2 separate regions of the Oryctolagus cuniculus genome follow, and region 1 is linked to region 2. Evidence: chromatin contacts called from public Hi-C data. All regions are on one chromosome and are shown on one strand. Each heading gives the region's core, a stretch centred on a gene start, on an enhancer-like site or on the middle of the called end of the contact. The rest is flanking DNA. Distances are from core to core; before and after follow the strand shown. Region 1 has its middle 34 kb from the start of FABP5. Region 2 holds the start of PAG1 (phosphoprotein membrane anchor with glycosphingolipid microdomains 1).

Evidence for each region. Hi-C and Micro-C count contacts between places; a contact is called where the count stands out from the background.
Region 1: a Hi-C map of liver shows a contact between it and region 2, with 7 times the contacts expected there. The contact joins the enhancer-like site here to the promoter of PAG1 in region 2. A contact is called at or near these places in 5 of 6 Hi-C or Micro-C datasets (ear pinna, liver, psoas muscle and 2 more).

What each region holds. Positions count from the first base shown.
Region 1 is chr6:106,779,542-106,786,902 of mOryCun1.1, reverse strand. No RefSeq gene overlaps it. Among named protein-coding and RNA genes, the nearest start is that of FABP5, 34 kb to the left of the region's middle. Within about 2 kb of position 4,547, at least 1 of the 8 cell types and tissues checked has an H3K27ac peak or open chromatin away from gene starts, as enhancers often do.
Region 2 is chr6:106,487,902-106,494,496 of mOryCun1.1, reverse strand. It overlaps PAG1 (phosphoprotein membrane anchor with glycosphingolipid microdomains 1), which reads left to right and starts at 1,440. Exons shown (of 6, transcript XM_002710654.5): 1 at 1,440-1,572; 2 at 3,083-3,134; 3 at 5,378-5,474. The coding sequence starts at 1,448.

The DNA of each region.
Region 1 (7,361 bases), core at 3,298-5,797, 290 kb before region 2:
GTTTGGGCTCTTGCCACCTGTGTCGAAGACCCAGATGGGTTCCTGACTCCTGCTTTCAAACCTGGCCCCACCCTACCTATTGGGACCATTTGTGGAGTGAAAGCCAGGAGATGGGAGATCTCTCTCTCTCTCTTAAAAGATTTATTTTATTTATTTGAAAGACAGTTACAGAGAGAGGTAGAGCCAGAGAGAGAGAAAGAGAGAGAGGCTGTAACGACAAGAACTGGGCTGATCCAAAGCCAGGAGCCAGGAGCTTCCCCAGGCCTTCCATGCAGGTGCAGGGGCCCAAGGACTTGGGCCATCTTCCACTGCTTTCCCAGGCCATAGCAGAGAGCTGGATTGGAAGTAGAGCAGCCGGGATTCAAGCCAGCGACCATATGGGATGCCAGTGCTGCAGGCCAGGGCTTTAACCTGCTGGGCCACAGCGCTGGCCCCTCTATCTCTTTTTCTCTCTTTCTCCCTCTGTCTCTGACACTCTGCCTTCCAAATAAATAAACAGACCTTTAAAAAAACAAAATGGGCCACCAAAAATGTAAGAACTTCAAAGTGTGCTATAAACACAAAAGTTGAGAATTATAAAACTTTAAAGAACTCTTTTGGGGCTGGCATTGTGTCACAGTTGGTTGAATCACCACCTGTAATGTTAGCATTCCATGTGGTTGCTGGTTCAAGACCTGGCTGCTCCACTTCCAATCTAGCTCCCTGCTAATGTGCCTGGGAAGGCAGCAGAGGATGGCCTTAGTGCTTGGGCCCCTGCCACTCATGTGGGAGACCAGGATGGAGTTCTGGGTTCCTGGTTTTAGCCTGGCCCAGCCTTGGCCATTACTGCCATTTGGGAAGTGAACCAGAAAATGGGAGCTTGCTCGCTCTCTCTCTCTAACTCTACCTTTTAAATAAATTTTAATTAAAAAAAAAAAGACCATCTTTTGACCTCAAATGTGAGATCTAAGTATGTTAGCCATAATAACTCCAGAGTTCCTGCAAAGAGGTCTGTTTTGTAGAAAATTATGTGCTTTATAACATCATTCAGCACAAATTATTTTATTCTATACCTAGAAGGTCCAGGCATTGTGCTTACAACAGGGCATATGAAGCACAAGACAGAATTAATTGAATTTTTGATCTGAACTCATTAAGTTGGACCCAAATAGCAACATTATATGACAATATATGTTAAGTGCTATGGAAGAGAAAAGGCTAACAAGAATTAAATGCAGTATGTTGATAACGCTCTGGGAAAAAAAATGGGAGCGAAACATGTTTTGTGTTTTATGGAAACAAAATCCTTATCCAAGAAAAGGAATGGAAAATGGAAATGATCGCTTAGTGAGAATAAAGATTAATTGTTTATTTCTTCCTCTGGGATGTTTTTGTAAAGTGTGTTAATTTTTTATCTTAAGGGCCTGACATTTTAAAATTAATTTCTAGCAATGTGTTTGATCTTAATATAATTTTCTTGTGATGAACAAAAATGTGCTTTATAAGCGACTTGAGGCCATAGTGGGAACAAAAGTGGAGCAGTGTGGAGAAGGCAGTAAGTCAGCTGAAGAGCCCCTCTTTTTACTTCGTGGTTTTGTTGCAAATCAGCTAACACAGCGTTCTCTCACATCTGTTCCATTGTTAAAAATCTCTAAATCATTGATATCTTTGAATAAGCAACCTACACCCTTACTGATTTAGACAAATTTCTCAAAAGTTATTTTTCAAGAAGATTTCACCTAAACTCCTACTTTTACAAAATTAGCATTTTTGCAATAGATTTCAAGGAGAGCTTGAAATCATCCTGATGTTTGTAAAGCTCCCTGAGACTATCACCGCAGGAGCCAACCTGTATCTTGGAACTTTGCATCTCATTTTCTACACAGCTAATAACCTGCACTGGTTAAGAGCTAATCATTTCAGCATGGCTGTACCTGCTGTTCCATGCTTGGCAGAAGATAATTGCAGCTTAAAGTATCAGAGGAAAGAAGGAAAGAAAATGTAATATTATTCCCTTTGTAGACAATTGGAGAAAGAATTATAAGACTGTGATTTCTGGATTATCTTGTGTTTGCAGATGTCATAGGGCTTGATGTGGATTTTTTGATCATTACTTAACATGACTAAGAGGCATGATCTCCAGTCCACCTAATAAAATTTAAGTCATTGACTCTCCTTGCAAGGATGGAAGATAAAGAAACTGTTATTGTATCCATGCTTGATTCCATGGTATGGGCAAGTACAGTCACACAGACAACCTATAGAAGAAAAGAGTTAAGCTTTGCCCAAGAAGTGGGGGCTCAGTTCCATATGGCTCATGGTAAAGGACCAGATGGTTTGGGCAGCATGCTGCCAGGCCTGATGCTGTCCTGCCGGCGGCTAGCAAGCATGCCCGCTGAAGCCTGCTGTAAGAAAGAGGTTTAAATCAGTTAGCACAAGGAAAAGAGGTGCTGTCTAGATTGATGATTCTTTGGCTTGTGCATTGCTAAGAGTAAAATTAAAAGGCAGGGGGATAGATGTGCAACGAAGGTAGAACAGTCTCTCCAGAGGCCTCCTGGAGCCAGAAGCTTAGGAAAACTGCTCTGGGTACGAGACTGGAATTCTCACATCTCCAGGATGACAGCCAGTGTTAGTGGAGTGCTTTCCACGCCACACTTGTGAAATGTCACAACCTTATTAAGTAGATTCTAATTTTGCTCTCATTAAAAATGAGGAAATGAGTGCCAAAGAGAGAGGCTTGGTAATTCGGCCCAAGTATAGGCATGAAAGTATTTCTGACTGCAGCATTTACTCTTAGCAGTTATTTCAGACTGCCTCTCTGGAAGAGGCATGCTTATTTAAAAGCAAGCCTCCCTCTCCGTTCTACATATTAAGGGAAGGACAGGAATCATTCGTTTATTCCATAAATACTTCCTGGATAACTACACTGTGCCAGCAGCCCACCATCAAGGTTCTATGGATGGGGGCCGGTGCTGGGGTGTAGCAGATAAAGCCGCCGCCTGCAGTGCTGACATCCTATGTAGGCGCTGGTTCGGAGTCCTGGTGCCTCCACTTCTGATCCAGTTCTCTGCTATGGCCTGGGAAAGCAGTGAAAGATGGCCCAAGTCCTTGAGCCCCTGTACCCACATGGGAGATCTGGAAGAAACTCCTGGCTCCTGGCTTTGGATTGGCACAGATCCAGTCAGTGCGGCCATTTGGGGAGTGAACCAGTGATGGAAGACCTCTCTCTCTGTCTCTGTCTCTCTCTCTCTTTTTCTCTCTTCCTCTGCCTCTCTGTAATTCTGCCTTTCAAATAAAATATTTTTAAAAAATGGAACAAACAAGCAACAACAAAAAAAAAAGGTTGTATGGATGGTTAAGATGTGAAGATCCAGAATAATGTATGACCCTGATGATTCTCAATTAAAAAAATTCTCCTCCATCTAAAGAATTCACTTTCACTATCATTGTAAGTTACTTTTCAAAAAAAAATCAGCGCCAGTCATCTTGCCCTGCTCTGTAATTTTAATTGCCTGCTCGGGATCCTGTTCCCCAGGTAGAAGTGTCTCCTGCTCCCACCACACTGAATCATGCCCAGCTTTTCTCCACAGCACCCACACTTGCCCTCCTCAACTTCCCCAGTGATCTTCATCCTATGTGAATCCAGCACCCTCTCCCCTCAAAACTCTTCTTGTTCAGCTGAAATGCAAACTTCTGCCGCAAAGCCACCCAGGTCTTTGCTCGTGCACCACAGTTGGACTCACCCTCCCCACGGTTAGGATGCCCAGGACCTCGGAGGCAGGGTGTGTCTTGTCAGTGTCATGCCCATTTTTACTGGCCTTGCTGGCCCTTCTTTTTTTAAAAAAGATTTATTTATTTATTTAAAAGTCAAAATTACACAGAGAGAGAAGAGGTAGAGAGACAGAAAGAGGTCTTCCATCCCATGGTTCACTCCCCAGTTGGCTACAACTGCCGGTGCTGTGCCAATCCAAAGCCAGGAGCCAGGAGCTTCCTCTGAGTCTCCCACATGGGTACAGGGGCCCAAGGACTTGAGCCATCTTCTACTGCTTTCCCAGGCCATAGCAGAAAGCTGGATCGGAAGTGGAGCAGCCGGGGTTTGAACCAGCACCTATATGGGATGCCGGCACTTCAGGCCAGGGTGTGCCACAGCACCAACCCTTTATTGGCCCTTCTTGATTAGGAGCATTGTGAGAGAAGAGAGTCCTATCCATCTTTGTGTGTCTCAGAGTCTAGCCAGAGACGGCACAATAAGCAATTTTCCTTGAACGTCATTTCTGTATACCAAGAGCAATCTTATAGTTAAACATTATGCCACATTTTTAGCAGGAATGTCACTATCAAGGACCAATCAGGGTGGCTAACTTTCCTCAAGGATATTTTGATAGACAGTCACTAAAGGCCTGGTGTCACACATGGGGAAATTTTTAGTTTATTTGGTGAATCCACCTATTTTTCCAGAGTTGCAGTGATTTCCTGTTTGTCCATGTCTTGGCAGCTGTCACTGCCATAACCACTCAGCCACCGTCCTCCCTGCTTCTGGTCCTCAGCACTGTGCCCTATACTCAGGCGATGGCTTCTCTGGCTCTCTGATTGCTCTCTCTCCCTCCACTGAAAACCAGCTCTTTGCAGACTCCCTGAAATATTATTCTGGGGTCAGTAGATGATAGTGGTGGACAGCTTGGGCTGTGCAGTCAACAGTGCTCAGGTGTGTAGGTCTGGTTCAACTTCTTCAAATCTCACCTTCCTCTTCCACCTTATTGAAGAAAACAGCTCTAGTCTCATAGTGTGGTCATGAAAACTTCCCATGTAAAATGCATAGGAAACACATCAGCCTGTATGACTGAATGTTGTCATTTTGGTGTCATTCCCTTGCTAAAAACAAAAATTAAAATTAAAAACTTTCAACAAATCCTGAGAGGTTTTCATATAAAATATATACTTTTTGGTCTAGAATACAGAAACATCTGGTCATCATCCAGTCTCATTCTTTCCAGCATGACTTCCTGTTCTTGTCTTCCAAGAAAGCCATTCCTTCCGCCACAAGGGTTTCTCAATTTCCCCATGGCTGCTGACCCTCTTCGTGCCCGTGAATATATTACTCACTAGTAGTTGAATTCTCCTGAAATCCATCCATCAAATTCCTACCGTCGTCTAAGACTCAAACATAAACTCCTCTGTGCAGCCTTCTTAGTCACCTCAAACAGAACTAATTCCCTCATTGTGTCCCCAAAACCATAACATCTTTATTTCTATTGAAGTAAGTTTTGTTTTGCATGGCATCAGCAGTGTTTATTTGTTCTTTCCTCATTAAGCTATGAAATCATTTTAACAATGTGTTGTGTTAATCTCTGGGTTAACTAATACCTGCTAGAAGTGCCTGGCATAGAGTAGCTGTGCATGAATATCTGTAAAACAATGGAATAAATGGATAAGTGACTAAATGTGTGAACCAAAGAATCAGTCTTTGTGGAAGAAAGATACAATGGTAAAATACATTGAATCTGAGTATTTCACTTTTCTAAAAAATGTGAGCAGCTGAGAGAGGGAGAGAGCAAGGTATGGGCCAGGGGGTTGGGGGGCCTCTGCCTTAGCAGGAAGTAGGAAGCAGGAATAGGAGTCAAGTTCAAGTGTCAAACTCAGGCTCACCAACATGGGACTAGGATGCAGACATCTCAACTGCAAGGCTGAACACCCATCCCACATATTTCACTTTTAAAATGAAATGACAACACACACACACACACAGAAATCAAATTAACAATTTAATATCGAAGAATAGTTTGGGAAACAGCACGCCTTCTCTGCCTACTCAGCTTAATCTTCCAAAGCCTTTCTTCACGTCTACAATAACTTCTGAGTAGTCAGGGTTCCTCCTGGTGAGCTGGAGCCATCGTATGTCAAAAATGTTTTCTGTGTAACTTCCATTTGGCAGGAGACTGTGCTTATTACAATATTCAATTTCCAGGTCATCATCAGTGCTTGCTATAAGAAAGGCAGCAGGAATTATACTGCTGGGACTCATGAAAGCAAATTAATTCTCCAGAAAGGAAAACTTTTATGCCCTAAGATTTATTCTGTGTTGTTATACGGAACAGCCGAATGCCTAAAACATAATCATGTTAAGTGTACATTGACTCAGTGGGATTCTGCTTTTTAGAATTATGTTCTAAAAGTACACATCGTATAATGGGAAAACAGTAACAATATATTAAATTTTAAAATGAAAATATATGAGTGCAAATAGACAATCATCACAGTGCAGAATGCTAACAAAGCATAGAAAATCTTGAAAAAGTACATCAAATATTAATAAGATGTGAATAATGGAGCTATGATTTTTTATTTTTTTAGTAATTTCTAAATATCTTAAATGAAATCATATTACTATAGATTACTTATTATTATAAAAACACTTCTTGGTTTTTAAAACCTGTAGCACATCATCATGGACCAAATCTGCCATCTGAAAACACTAGGTCAAGTTTAGTCCTATGTACGTTATAGCCCTTTGAATCACTCAACCTTCGTAAAAAGTTGCACTGAGATATTTGCCAAGCTTTCACTTCCATTCGGCAAGCCCTGATGAAACATGTAGTACGTGAGGTCTTTGTGTTGGGCATTGGGTAGAGGCAGGAAGACACAAAGATCACACACAAAGCCTCCTGGCAGGCACTTCAGGCTCGAGCTGAGTGACGGCGCTATCGACGGTTTCAGTAGCTCCTGTCCTGCCTGTCTGCGTCAAACGCTCTCTAATAGAAAAAGAGAGTCAAGGGCTACACAGGATTAATCCCCACTTGTTGACACTAAAGGAGTTTGTATAGGAAGCTGACATTCACACTGGGAGTTAAAGATTGTGAAGTGTAAAAATGTGAGAGAGAAATTCCAAAAAGATGAAGAAAGTCATTAAAATGCACACGGAGTATGAGTTGTCTGCTGTGATGGGAACACTCAATACGAAGTGGAGAAAGACTTGGAGTGAGACAAGTGTAATTGCAATAATGCATTTGTTGGCAGTGCACATGGAAAGCCTAAATAAACTTGATCTTCTTCCAAACTTTATATATTACAGACTAAATTTTTTCTGAAATACTCACATCCATCACTTGATTTCCCAAGCTTTGGCCTATTTTGCTCAGCTCTGAACTTGCACAGTTATAAGTACAGCAACATCTAATCTTTTTTTTTTTTTTTTTTTTTTTTTTTAATAGGCAGAGTTAGACAGTGAGAGAGAGAGAGAGACAGAGAGAAAGGTCTTCCTCCCGTTGGTTCACTCCCCAAATGGCAGCTATGGCCGGCGCTGCCAGGAGCTAGGTGCTTCTCCTGGTCTCCCGTGCGGGCGCAGGGCCCAAGAACCTGGGCCATCCCCCACTGCACTCCCGGGC
Region 2 (6,595 bases), core at 191-2,690:
TGGTAATCTTGCCTGGTTTTGGAATCACAGCAAAGCTGGCCTCTTAGAATGAATTTGAAAGGATATCCTCTTTTTAAATTTTTTGGAATAGTTTGAGAAGAACTGCTATTAGTTCTTCCTAACAGTTTGGTAGAATTCAGCAGTAAAGCCATCTGGTCCTGGGCTTTTTCTTTGTGGGGAGACTTTTGATCAGTGACTCAGTCTCATTACTCATTACGTAAGGCTACCTTCAGCATCTTTTGTAAGGCTGGACTAGTAGTGATGAAGGCACTCAGCTTTAGCTTGTCTTGCAAAGTCTTTCTTCTTCATTTAGGAAAATGACTTCACTAGATAAAAGATTCCTTGTTGGCAATTATTTCCTTTCAGAACTTGGAGGTTTTCATTCCATTCTCTCTCCCCTGTAGGGTTTCTTATGAAAAACCTGTTATTGGGCTGTCTATTAAAAGTGATCTGGTGCTTTTCTCACACAAATTTTAGAATTGTCTCTCTTATTGTGCTTTGGAGAGTTTGAACATTATGTGTCTCCCTGAGGCTGTTTTCTGGTTGTGTCTACTTGGGGATCCTTTGGGCCTCCTATACTCAGATGACTCACTTGGTTAATCCTCCGCCTGTGGCACCGGCATCCCATAGGGGCGCCGGGTTCTAGTCCCGGTTGCTCCTCTTCCAGTCCAGCTCTCTGCTGTGGCCTGGGAGGGCAGTGGAGGATGGCCCAGGTGCTTGGGCCCTGCACCCGCGTAGGAAACCAGGAGGAAGCACCGGGCTCCAGGCTTCGGATCAGCATGGTTCCGGCCGTAGCGGCCATTTGTGGGGTGAACCAACGGAAGGAAGACCTTTCTCTCTGTCTCTCTCTGTCTCAATGTCTAACTCTACCTGTCAAATAAAAAAAAAAAAAAAAAAAAAAAAAAAAACCACTCCAGCCTCTCTTCATTGCTACAGCACCTCCCTAACATTGCTCCCAGGCCTTGCTTTTGACAGGAGCCTCATTATAGGTTGAAGCTCCCTTACCAAAAATCCATGGGACCAGATGTGTTTGCATTGGGATGTTTTTCAGACTTTCAAGTATTTGCATATACATAGTGGGATGTCCTGGGAAGTGACCCAAGACTAAACAGGAAATTCACCAATGTTTCATATGCACCTTCCACACAGAGCCTGAAGATAATTTTGTATGATATTCTTAGTGTGCCTGTTCTGGCCATGACCTCTCCTATGAGGTCAGAGGTGGAATTGTTATCTTGTGGTGTCAGTGCCCAGATGGTTTCAGATTTGGGATTTCAGATTTTCAGAATAGGGATGCCCAACCTGAACAAGATTCTGGAACTTTACACAAGAAGTAGTTTTCAACTGCATTGGTTTCTCTACAGGAGGACACAGCCCACTGCCTCCTATGAGGCCACCTTTGAAGGACTGACGGAATCCACCTGTTTGTGTCATTTTGACTCCCACCATGGGACCCGTGGAGAGCCTGCTGAGTGGTGGACAGACACAGATCATCCTGTGGGGAACTCTGGCCGCTGTCGCCACCTTCTTCCTCATCAGCTTCCTCATCTTTCTGTGCTCAACTTGTGACAGGTGAGAACCACCGCACGTATACTAGAACCTGAAAATAGCGTGTCACCATAGGCAGGAGAGGCCTTAGATAGAAAACCTGGTCTGAATAGAACCGCACTGCATAGATGTTCACAGACACTCACGTGTTAAGGTTAACTTACATCTCCGTGCTGCAAAGGGTCCCAGGACAGTCTTTGTTCATTGAATGAAAGCCCATATTTGATTCTGTTGGACAGCAACTGGAAGAGCCCTTGTCATTGAAGTGCCCCAGAATGAAATTCTTCCTGATGTTTTAAGCACTTTCCTTATCAAAATGTACATTGTCTTTTTCCACCTACTGTCACTTGAACTCTAAGTGTGAGGTACACTACACCTTTTTGCCACTGCTTGAGAAGTTCTTGTTGTGATGTAGCTCTGGAAGGCTCATTGATTACTGAAGATTTGTAATGTAGAGCTTGGCTTTCTTGAGGACACATCCATTATCCTTGAAGAGAGACATGAAATAGTCATCAGTGTCTTTCTGTAGAATCGTACCTCGGCCTCTCCTCTGTCTTTTGTAAAATGTCGCCACCCACAAAGGAGATCTTTACCCAGAAAGAAGGAAAGTTTATCAAGTTTACCAAGACCTGTCAGCACACAGGGGACCTGGAATGAGGTCCAAACTCCTGGCTTTAGCCTAGCTCAGCCCCAGTTGTTGCATGTATTTGATGAGTGAAGTTGCAAATGGAAGACACTTTCTCTCCCCCCCCCCATACACACACACACACACACACACACACACACACTGCCTTTCAGATTAATAAAATAACTTAAAAAAAAAAAAACCCACAGGCATTCAGCTTGCTGGGGTAAGAGATTCTGCTGGGAGCCAGCCTAGACCAGACAATGGCTGGCCAGCCCTATTCCAGACTTTCTTGTCAACCTCAGCAGAAACTGAAAGAGTGTCACAGTGTCACTTAAAAGTCTTATATGGCGTCCTACTCTAGAATCTGTTAGCAGAGGAAAAGCCAGACCCTCTGATCCTAAGAAGACTGGCCAGGTAATAGAGGCCACAAGGTGTGAGGGCCGGCCTCTGTATTACTAAGTCTACCACTAGGTGTCACTCTCACTTTATACAAGATGGGAAATGGCTTCTCTACAACTGACGGCTTTCTTTAGACCGTCCTGAGTGAAAACAAATTCTATTTGTAGTCCTCAGACTTTTCCAGAGACTGGAAGTGGATAGAACCCATCCCGAGAGCATGTACTTCCTGATGTGCCAAAATTCATATTTTCTTTAGTTTCTCCATTCCATTGCAGTGTGACTCTGCAAAGATTCTCAGGGAGTAGATGAGAACACTGGGTTTTCCAAGTAAAGTGGGGTACTCCTTCCAGGGTCCCAGGCATAACCCATTTCCACTCAGAACTCTGCCTCAGCTGGCCCTTTCACAATCAAGACTTAAATGTTGATAAGAATTGGGATGGGAACAGGTAGTGTAAGTTGATTTAGGGGGAAACATTTGACATTAGAACGTTTTATTTTCTGTTTCAGAGAAAAGAAGCCGAGACAACACAGTGGAGACCATGAGAACCTGATGAACGTGGTGAGTCCGTGTGTGTGTGTTTGTGTGTGTGTATACATGCACACATGTGCACGTCTGCCCATATGTATACTTTAAAACATCAGCTACTTAGCCAGGTGTGTTCCCACGTGCTTATGACCCAAATGGAACCTGGAGCACAACTCAGCTGGCACTGGCCATGGCTGCACTCTCTGTGGGTAGGTTTATACTCGCCATGGCGAGAGGCCTGTGCAGTTACACAGGCTTGCTAGGGGAGTTTCTGAAGTGGAGGCAATTGTGCTGCTTCCAGAAAGATCCTTGGTGGTTCTACCCTATCCTACGGCGTGAATGCTTTGCCTCAGCCCAGCTCCAGCTACTGCATGAGTCTGCTGGGCCCGTCCCAACAGAGACACACAGACTAAGTGGCCTACATAACCAGTGTGTCATCTCTCAGTTCTGGAGGCCAGAAGTCCAGAACCAAGATGGTGGCAGAGTTGGTTCCTTCTGGGGGACTTTCAGAGTGAGTCTTCCACAAGCCTTGCTCCTGGCCGGTGAGGGCTCACCAGCCAGCTTTGTCATCCTTTGGTTTGTAAGTGGGTCATCTCCAGCTTTGCCTTCATCATCATGTGGTGTTCTCCCTCTGTCTTCTTCATCATCTTCTCTCCATATCTACATCAAGTTTCTGCTTTCTATAAACATACCTGATGTATGGGACAAGGACCCATTGACTCTAGTATGACCTCATGTTCATTCTGCAGTGACGCCAATTCCAAATAAGGTCATGTCCTGAGGCCCTGGGACCGAGGACCTTGACATGTGAATCATGGGAGAACACAGTTAGTCATCAAGCTAACCAGGCCCTGGACCCACACCACCCTCAAGAGAGCCTACCCTTGCTGGACTTTCCCCAGCCCTCAGTATCTTAGGGGTCCTGATGATCCCCAGGGCTCCACCAATGTGAGCAGCAGCCTAAGACTGTCCCCATCCAGCCTTGTCCTTTAACTCAGGGTCATGCCCATCAGTGGCTGAGCAATGCCAGCAGCTGAGGATGCCTGCACCCTCATGTTTGCCAGGCTGAGTCATAGAGTCCTGCCTGAGCCCCATGGTCTTGCTAGAAACAGAAGGTGCGTCCTCTTCAGGACTTTAGTTCGCGGGGTCAAGCAAAAACTGGATGGGGGAAGAATCCAGAAAAAGAAGCACAGAGGAGTGAAATGGGTGCCGTGAGATCAGGCATCAGACATATAGCCATGGTCTGAGCTCATGCAGGACCACCCTGCCTGACCTAGAAACTCACAGGGTTCTTCTAGCCCAAGCAGGCAGGAAGTTGTCAGGACCCCCTGTTCCTCCTGGAGACCCCATGGTTTTCCTTCACTCCCTGTCTGCATATACACAAGCACCCAACCCAACCCTGCTGTCTGGGGCCCTTTAGTACCACGCCTCCCTTAATGCTTTTTCCCACCCCATTCCTGCCTCTGGTTGTCCACATCACTCACGTCCCCACTGCCACCTGCTGCCAGTGATTGCTGATCTAGGGCACCAGGATGGGTGGTGGGAGGGATGGGGAATCCCGCCTCTGTGGCTTCTCCCAGCCACCAGAAAAGACAAAGCCAGCTCTCTGTGTGTTCTTCCTCACACATCACAGCCTTAACCACCCCCCCGTCCCGCCTCACTCATAGGATTATGTATATGTGAGAGAGAGGGGGCCACACACACAGATGCAAGCCTACAGTGGCATTGCTGCAGACACACAGACACACAGGCCCCTCACTGCTGAGCTTCTCAGATCTGGAATCTCAACAGCCTGAAGATTGCCCATCTCGGAAAAGCTGAGATTAGAAATGGTGGTTATGGATCGGCACTGTGGCATGACAAGTTAAGGCGCCACCTGCAGTGCCAACATCCCATATGGGCATCAGTTCACAACCCTACTGCTCCACTTCTGATTCAGCTCCCTGCTAACACACCAGGGAAAAGCAGCAGAAGATGGCCCAAATGCTTGGGCCCCTACACCCACGTGGGAGACCTGGAAAAAGCTCCTGGCTCCTAGCTTTGGCCTGGCCACAGCACTGGCTAGTATGGCATCTGGGGAATGAACTAGCAGACAGAAGATCTTTCTTTCTCCCTGTCTCTCTGTAACTCTGACTTTCAAATAAATAAATAAATCTTAAAAAAAAAAAAAAGGCAAAAAGAAATGGTGGTTAGAACCTAGAGTGTGGTCACTGGTGTTTGCTTTGCTCTTTTAAGTGTAGAGTCTTAACAATGGAATGCATCTGTTTTTTTTTCAGCCTTCAGACAAGGAGATGTTCAGCCGATCAGTTACCAGCCTGGCAACAGACGCTCTTGCTAGCAGTGAACAGAATGGGGCACTCACCAATGGGGACAGTAAGTTCTACAAAAACACCAGCTCTCCATGCAAGCCTCACCACCTACAAAAACATGTGGTTTCAACAAATGTAGCCCCAAAATTAGGAAGCACATTCTTATTGACTTTTAGTATTACTACCAGTTTTAGGGGGGGAAAGTCTCATTCAGATGAATGCTATCTATTGTCTATTAATTGGCTGCTGTGTGCCAGGCGTCGTTCTAGGATTTGCATGTGTCCTGACTCATTTACTCCCACCCTGCAAGGGTACCGTTGTTAGTAACAGTTACCACCCTGTGAGATAGCCATCTCACTCTCCAGACTTTCTAGGTAAGGAAACTCTGGCACATAACAGATTGCTACAAACTTAAAGCCTTAAAACAGCACAGATTTATTGAGTTACAATTCTAGAGGTCAGAAGTCTGGGATAAACCTCACAGAGCTACAGTCACGCCTCCAAGGAGAGTCCACTTCCTTGCCATTTATACCTTCTAGAGGCTGCTAGTACTCCTTGACCCCTGGCTTCTCCCTCCACCTGCACGTCTTTGACTCCCCTGCCTGCCCCTATCACTCAGAAGGATCCTTGTACTGTCACTACTGGATCCATCTGGATAACCCTGAATACTCTCCCAGTCTCCAGGGCAGCTGATCTGGATATAAACAAATTTTAAGGGCCAGGGTTGTGGCGCAGTGGGTAAAGCCATGGCCTGTGACGTTGGTGCCCATCCCATACTGGAGCACTGGTTCATGCCCAGGCTGCTCTGCTTCTGATCTAGCTCCTTGCTAGTGCAACTGGGAAGGCAACAGAAGATAGCCCAAAGGCTTCAGCCTCTGCCAACCACCTGGGAGATCCACATGGGAGAGCCACATGGGAGATCCAGATGGTGTTCTGGGCTCCTACCTCCTTCTACCTTGCCTATATCTGACCTTTGGAGCCATATGGGGAGTGAATCAGCAGATGGAAGCTCTCTCTCTCTCTCCCCCTCTCTCTCTCCCCCTTTCAAATAAATAAATCTTTTAAAGAGCACAGATTTTAAAATCTATGCCAAGTTTTCTCATAATACACATTTTTCATGAAGTTTTAGGAAACCTCTCACAGACTAGATGGCACTAGCTTAGACTATGATTGAAGCAAGATATC